Regions from separate parts of the Zea mays genome. Here region 2 is linked to region 1. The links are chromatin contacts, called in public Hi-C maps. All regions are on one chromosome and are shown on one strand. The core of a region is the stretch at or near the end of the contact, and the rest is flanking DNA. Distances in the headings are between cores, read along the strand shown.

What was found. A called contact is a pair of places that touch in the nucleus more often than the background predicts.
Region 2: a contact with region 1 is called in a Hi-C map of leaf, with 6 times the contacts expected there. The contact joins the promoter of LOC100191299 here to the promoter of LOC103626998 in region 1. A contact is called at or near these places in 6 of 25 Hi-C or Micro-C datasets (bundle sheath, ear, endosperm and 3 more).

Annotation. Positions count from the first base shown.
Region 1 is chr5:147,460,555-147,464,837 of Zm-B73-REFERENCE-NAM-5.0, reverse strand. It overlaps LOC103626998 (ubiquitin carboxyl-terminal hydrolase 15), which reads right to left and starts at 1,703. Exons shown (of 14, transcript XM_008647353.4): 1 at 1,314-1,703; 2 at 1-284. The coding sequence starts at 205.
Region 2 is chr5:147,651,774-147,655,940 of Zm-B73-REFERENCE-NAM-5.0, reverse strand. LOC100191299 (Peroxisome biogenesis protein 7) reads left to right here and starts at 2,024. Exons shown (of 1, transcript NM_001136733.1): 1 at 2,024-3,204. The coding sequence starts at 2,091. The coding sequence ends at 3,050.

The sequences.
Region 1 (4,283 bases), core at 454-2,953:
AGGAAGGGCCTGGCGGAATAATGTCTGGGCACGCCATCGTTTCCTCTCTATAGGCTTCTTCTGCAGCTCGCTGTGCAAGCACACTTGCCCTTGCCTTCTTACTTGCAGAGTCATGCCATCTCCCAAGAAGAAAATAAGCTACCACGGGAAGTACAATGAAGACAAGAAAGAGTGCAGGCACATCAGCTTCCCTTGGTTGGAGCATATCCCTAACAGAATACTGATATCCAGCTCCAGAAGTTCTCTATTTGAGCTCGGAAAAACATTCCAGAATACTTATTGACCTACAGGAAAGAGCATATATAAGAAAATAAAAAAAACTGTTTTTTGCCATAAAACTGAATAGAACAAGAAAAAGCTGAAGCCTCCAAAGATTTTAGGGACAAGGCCCAGCTTAAGCTTCTACAATAAACTGTTATTTTTGCAACAGACCCAAAATAGCTTCTTGGGAAAAGCAGACTGGAGCTACATTTCAGGATTGATAAGAGCTTGCTTGTGCTGGATTCACAACATTTAGGGTTTCTACTGTGACGTTGGCCTAACCTTATATGATGATCTCAAGAAGCTCCCACCCGTTTGACCATGGCTTCAGCTCACAAGCCCACAGGATGAAACTAGGTCTAAGTAGGCCCTTAATTTCTTACATCGAGATCCTAAAAGGAAAAGTAGCAGAACTATGAACTCCAGACCGTTGCTACATACTGTAAGTGGCTGATTACCTGGAAACCTAACAAAAGTCACGGATTGTTTACATCACAAGTGTAATGCCCCGATATTCTCACATGAATCAGGCACTCAAAAAACCTGAAAAGGCGTCCATAAAAACACAGACATTCTTCTCTGTGGTCCGTGCAATGTTGTTGGACCAACTAACAGAAACAGCTCCTGAAATGTGCTCATGGCCTTATCCAACATACTACATCCAGATTCCCAAAAAAACGGAATGTCCCAGAGGAACGATAAATCTAGCACGTGCACGTCAGCACATTCACAAGAGCAAAATCTGAAAATGAGATATTTCTGACGAGAGTGCCCAGGGCCAAGGCCCTAATCTCAAAATGACAACCATAGAAGTTCCCAGATCCCCCAGCACTGAACCGCATGCCAACACGGCCACTGAAATTCCCCACTCGACCAAACCGACACGACCATCCATAGAGAAGAAGAAGAAGAAGAAGAAAGGAACAGCCGGATTCCATTGGTTCCCAGCTACAAACTTGCGCAAGAAGTGGGCTGGCCCCCGGCCTAAAAACTCGATTTTTGGCAGCGAAAACATGGGCTGGAGAGCAGGAGAAACAGCGTCTAGGGTTTACCGAGAGCAGGAATGCCACTCCGGCCGGATCTCCAGCCAGATAACACAGCAGGGCCACGGGGTCCGGTAGGGATCGAGGCCTGGAGGCTGGAGATGGTGCGGCGCCCCTTGGGCGGACGGAGGGGTTGGGAATCGGGAGCGGTTGTGCGAGCACTGGGCGGCTTCGGATGCTCTCCAGTGATGAGTCTCCAACTCTCCTCCACTCGCTTGGCTACTGTGCTCTCTGCCGTCTCTGCGCTCCAGAGTCTCGATCGGGGGGAGTGGTGAATTTGCTAGGCTTCCAAAGGAAACGGGGTACCATACCAGGGAGCGCCGAGAATTTTCTCGGCCGTACGATGGAACGATCGGCGGTGGAGATAAAAAGGAACCTTTTTTGTTTTATTTCTTCTCTACCTCTACCTGCCCGATTTGATACTGGACCTGGAGCCGACGTTGGAGTACAAAGAAAGCAAGTCAAGGGGGAAGGGATATGTGAACAACTGAGCACTGACTGCATTACACAAGTCAATAAGAGAGAGGTGAAGCCACGCTGCCATGGATAATGGATTGTCGCTCAATTAAAGTTTAGAATTGTGTAGTAGTACTACATTATTTGAACATGAAGCGTAAGAAAAATTTTATTATATCAAAGAAGAAAATTATAATTTACAAGTTAAATATTTTTGTATAATAAAGATCGTCCGGGCTCCCAAGACATTCTGGCTCAACTAATGAACATCTACTATTATTATACGTATGATTAGGACTAGCGAATCCTAAAAAGAGATGTTACTGTACTATGGAGCAAAGCCATAAAATCATGTCAATCTAACCCGGTCACGACAGCTAGGGTTGTATATCTAACCAGCTCAGACTCACCTCATCGAACTGACTTATTAAGGTAACGAGCTGGCTACGCTCGACTCGTTAAGGAACCGAGCCAGAGAATCAGCTCAGCTCGATTGACTATAATTCGAGCGAGCTCATGAGCCACAAGTATTTTATACTGCCTAACTATAACACATATGATGTTTTTTTAGTAAACTATTACTCTCCGATTCTATATAAATTATATACGTAGAAAAGCCATTTATTACTTAGAACCAATAGAATAGTTTTAAAAAAAATCCGAACGCTACATGATACTACAAAGTGGACGATGATTTCCTGAAAAGTTCTGTACGATGGATGGATCATGCATAAATAAATGGAGGGGGAAAAGTAATTTGGCAACCGCATCCGAACTTGGATTCACTCACTCATTGGCGTCTTTGGAGAAAATATAATTGTGTCGTACCTGGATGTAGCGGTGATGATTATATACGAAGGCGAGCTATGCGCAGCGTATCATTTATTTTATTTTTTATCCTCAACACAACAAAATATGCAAACAAGCAATTTTGTGCTACACCCATTCCCATCATGTCCACCCCCACCCCCACGTCTGAATCTTCTCCCACGTGTATTCAATATTTGATAAAAGTTTGTTTAGCAAAGGTAATGGAGATAATTGAGGTGGTTAGAATCCCTCACTATTTTTTAGTGTTGTGCTTAAAATGTGTTTAGTATGTGTTTTCCTCCTTGTTCTTGTCCTCTAGCACTAGTATTTTTTCACAAATTGATGACAAGTCCTTTTTTGCCATAAATCGTGATAATAACTAAAAACGATACAATGTTCAAATCACATTTTTCGATAAAATATAACTCTGCCATGACTCATCAAGTATCATATTAGGACACTTTCAATGTTGAAACTACCGTAAAGTTTATATACTATCCATATCCATATAAACCATATCTCACAATACAATTTTTATACCATCCAATCTGCTCTCCCTATCCCACAATACAAAGAAACCAACATCCCTCCTGTCACACCCGGGTTTTAGGGGTCCAAAGCCCGGGCGCGAACATAATCACCAGGTGTGCTAAGACCAAGTCTCACACATATGATGAATCATGGCACAGGATCGAATGCCACAACTTTACTATATAATAGGAGTTCTATACAAAATAAATAAATAATTACATTATAAGGAGACAACGGTCCAGCAACCCAAAGTTGACTGGGAGACGACGGCCTAGACCACTCACGAACTCATCACAGCATCCTCCAAGCGCCTCATCCTGTGGTACCTGTTCTCGACCTGTGGGGGTGTGAGACAGCAAGAGTGAGCTCACATACGTTCATCACTCAACAAGTTGTGGGGAATAATGTGCATGAACTCGCCAAAGGTGGGAGCTCACGTGAAGTGTAAGACTTACCAAAGAGGATGGTTAGAGCTGAGCATTGCTTTTAAAGTTGGTCAAAATTTTATTAGCAATTACTAAGTATAAGTAAATACCAACCCAATTAAGTAGTAGAACAAAAGTGACAACATCACCTGCGATGCAATGCATATGACAAATTGAATTTAGTTCCATAAGTTAATCATCAGAGAGTCCTGAGCTGCTCATGACCGTGAGCTCGGCTAGTATACCAGTTTTACACTCTGCAGAGGTGGTACCCTTTACCCACAAGTCATGTTACCCATCTGCCAAGGGATCGCGACTTCCCATACACCTCTACCGAGGAGGCGAGGCAGGGTAACACTACGAGGCCTTTACAAAGTTCCACTAGCTTCCGAAAACCCGCTAGAGTTTATAGGAAGCTCCAATGCAGGGTTCTTGCCTGACCGCCATCGCAGCAAAATCAACCAAGGACCTCCCTACACTGACCACTCCCCTACTGCCCTTGCCCCTTTCGGGTAAGATAGTCCTCCACTAGCTTTCCTAATTAATCAGCCAAGGGCGTCCATAAACCCTTGTGGTGACACGTGTTTCTCAAGTTAAGCTCTATGTTCCAATTAACATTAATGATCTTGACATGAACAGTAAATAACAACGGATAACAAAAGCATAATCATGAATAATGTGTATCTCAATGCCCAAAACCACATATAGCACTAGCAAGTACTACCCAAAAAGTTCAGTGGTAAACAAGGCATAAAGA
Region 2 (4,167 bases), core at 775-3,274, 190 kb before region 1:
TTGTATTACTTGGGAGTCTCTATGTGAATCCGTCCGAATCTGCCCTTGTAATGTTGTGTTCTCTCCCTCTTATAGTCCAAGGGGGCGCATACAAGGGAGTTGAGCCCCGACAAGCGGGCCCAAGAATATAGCAACAAAAACATACTACATGGAACAACTAATGTCGCCGACAGACAGATATCTTCTTTTGGTCATCGTGCAGATTTCCTGGCCACCTTCTCCTTCGCCATGTCTTATTAGCATACGGGCGAAGGCTCTGGTATAGACTGCAGCATAGATTGGCATGCTGACGTGCATAGGTGTGTGCACAATCGCTCGTGTTGTCACGTCTGGCCGGTCACTGTAGCGGACTCAATACCCGACCGAACGACGCTTCATGATGGTGTCTTCCACGCATGTGTAGCACAACGGCCTTGGCAACGCACGGACTCTGAGCAGGCATTTAATGCGCGCGGCGCTGACATGCTACAATGCATCTTGGTAACGCGTGGGCGGTCACAAAGGCCTATCACAAGCATGCCAACCCTACGCTTGGTCAGAGCACACCATGCCCGCCTTGCATTTAATGCGGCTGAGGTCTTGCTTCCATCGAAGGCTTGCACTATGCGCCCAGTGAACACGTGGTGTCACCGAACCCCTGCCTGGATCCAAAGTAGAGCCTAGGGGCATCTTCTGCCCTCAAGCACCGGACGCCCCTGTTGGGGACCCATACCCCATAGGGGGCTCGGTTTGTATACATGTAGGTCCTGGACTTTCTAGGGGGGTCCGGACTACGCACATGGGGGTTCAGGACCCATCCATGTGGGTCCAGACCCATTAGTGAAGTCCCTTAGCACATGATTAGAGATAACCATGTGGGTACTGCGTTTTGGTACAGTAGTAAGGGGTATCCCAGTTCTGTGGTACCGACAGACGCCCTTCTAGACCTTCATTGTTCCTCGTGCGTTACTGAGGCATGAGGGAACATGCGGAGGGGCGGGACGACACATTCTGTATTCTCCCTACTCTACAACCTACGTCGTAGCCTTTGCCCACACGCCAACAAGACCGGGCAGAGAACAAGACTGGACGAAGAAGACCTCGATCCACTAGTATTACCCTGTGATCTTTTTGTATCCCTGGGCCAACTTGTCGTGGCTCAGGCGCCATGTAGGCCCTCCCTTAGGGTATAAAAGGGAGGGACACTTGGTAGAAATCAAAACGACCTGAAGTTGTTCAGGTCGGGACGGCTCATAAGAACACACACACAGAGAGAGAGAAAGGGGACACACTTTTGAATCCCCTCGAAGGCATCTCCAACCAATTTTAGGCTTTCTCAAACTCTGAGCAATACAACTAACAAGTAGAGTAGGGTATTACACTATGACGACCGAACCAATCTAAACCCTTATGTGTTCTTGTGTTCATCCGGCTCAGTAGGCAAACCATAGGATGTCCCCCTATTCATAGGATTAGGTGGGTACACTCCACCACCCAGCTGGAGTTTTCTCTCCGACAAATAGTATTACTATCGTTAGAACCGGTCTAACAACAACTCTAAAGGGGTGTTTCGTTCACATCTCCTAAACTTTAGTTAGTCACTTTTAATTCCTAAACTATTAAGCGGTGTGACTAAGGAAGTGTTTGAATGCACTAGAACTAATAGTTAGTTAGCTAAAAATTGTTAGTGGAATTAGCTAGCTAACAAATAACTACCTAACTATTAAATAATTTACCATAAATACCTAAAAACTATTAGATAGGGTGTTTGGATGTCTAAATAAATTTTAGTCACTGACTATTAGCTCTAGTGCATTCAAACATCCCCTAAATAAAGTCTTCCAAATATATTTTTTTAAACTGAAGTTTAGGAGAGTGACAAGAGGAATAACACCCATGAGTTAAGTGGTGTTTTTACTGGGCAGCAGCAAGATTTCACTGTTGATGACATCATTTGTTTTTACTGTGTCAGCCTGCCACGGACCAGGACTGAACGCACCACAGAGGCATCATCAATCGAAAAAGAAAATTAAAAAGGAAAAATAAAATTAAAATCCAAGTCTTACGCGAGTCCCCTTCCCGATCCGCCGGCCGATCCACCCACCGCCGCCATGCCGGCGTTCAAGGCCCCGGCGCCGGGCTTCGCCGTGCGCTTCAGCCCCTTCCACGAGAACCGCCTCCTCGCCGCCACGTCCCAGCACTTCGGTCTCGTGGGTAACGGTCACCTCATCGTCCTCGACCTAGCCGGCGGCGGGCCTGGGGCCGCCCCGGCGCCGGTCTTCTCCTTCCCGACCTCCGATGCGCTCTTCGACTGCGCGTGGTCCGAGTCCCACGACTCCCTCTGCGCCGCCGCCTCCGGGGACGGCTCCGTGCGCCTTTTCGACGCCGCTCTCCCGCCGGCGCAGAACCCCGTGCGGCTCCTCCGGGAGCACGCACGGGAGGTGCACGGCCTCGACTGGAACCCCGTCCGCCGGGACGCCTTCATCTCCGCCTCCTGGGACGACACGCTCAAGCTCTGGTCCCCCGACCGCCCAGCCTCCGTCCGCACCTTCCGGGGCCACGAGTACTGCGTGTACGCCGCCGCCTGGTCCGCGCGCCACCCGGACGTCTTCGCGTCGGCCTCCGGGGACCGAACCGCGCGCGTCTGGGACGTCCGGGATCCCGCGCCCACGCTCATCCTGCCCGCGCACGACCACGAGGTGCTCTCGCTCGACTGGGACAAGTACGACCCCTCCATCCTCGCCACCGCCTCCGTCGACAAGTCCATCCGCGTCTGGGACGTGCGCGCGCCGCGGGCGCCCATCGCGCAGCTCGCCGGACACAGCTACGCCGTTAAGCGGGTCCGTTTCTCGCCGCACCGCCAGGGCATGCTCATGTCATGCTCCTACGACATGACTGTCTGCATGTGGGACTACCGCGCCGAGGATGCTCTGCTCGCCAGGTACAATCACCACACGGAGTTCGTTGCCGGCATCGACATGAGCGTCCTCGTCGACGGCTTGCTCGCTAGCACCGGATGGGACGAGATGGTCTACATCTGGCCATTTGGGACGGATCCAAGAGCCATGTAGCACGCAGATGCAATAGACCAGGTGATTTGTACTATTGGTTTTCAGCTTTGCATTGGGCGGTGGTAATACTAATTACATGCTCCTACATGTTCAGTTACTATCTCTTCAAATGAGTTGAAGAAGTTGGAATAATGTCAAAAAATTGTTCAGTTACTATCTCATTGAGCTCTAGCCTCTCTTATACTAGTAAGAAGGAAATGGTTCGCATGCTCATAACACCTGCTGATAACCATAGGCCACGATATCTTGATAGTCCAATAACATAACTTGCCTTTCTAGAAGGGAAAATCTAGTGCGGTGGTGAGAGCTATCTTACTTGTGTTTGTGTCACCAGGTCATATGTTCAAAGCTGCTTCTCCATATTTGCGAGAGGAAGGCTTACCTTGGTTTATCCCTTCTCTAGAACCTACTCATGTGGCTGTCTTCGGCACTAGGTCTGTCCCCTTTTTTTCATAATAATGAGTTCCAATTTAAAAATGCAGAGAACCTACCAATAAACATTAAACAAGTGGGTTTCTACTTTCTAGCTTATCTTGAAAAAGCTGGTGGAATGAGTTCCAATGACCATAGGCTAGCCATACACCTCTTTTAAAGGATACCACCAGTTAAGATTTTGTTACAAAACAATAGAAAAGCAAAAAGATTGCATTTCTCTTCACTGTTGGTCATCACATCTGTTCATCCACATCAGTTTTTCCTTGAACTATTATCAGTTCCAGTGATTTGGATTGGTTCACAATTGAAACTGTTGGCACGAATTGAGGTCCGTTGTGTTTTGGTGTAGTTGGACATTCTATAATGGGGACTATAGATGAATGAAGTTATCTTACCTGTCTACTATGTTGATCTTGGTTTTGTGCCCAGTGGTTTCGTGTACTCCATCCATGGCAATTTATAACATGTTGCCTTTTTATCTAAGTGCACATCAAAAGCCATGTATCTAGAAAAACCAAAATATCTTATAATTTAGAGCAGAGAGAATACTGTTTTATAGGTCGTCTTCCTTTTCCGTCCACTAAGCATTAGTTCTATGGCGCTATGACATCAGAGATTTACCTGATGTGCCATCTGTTCTCTGAAAACAATCTTGGTGCCATGGTGTAGCATAATATATATA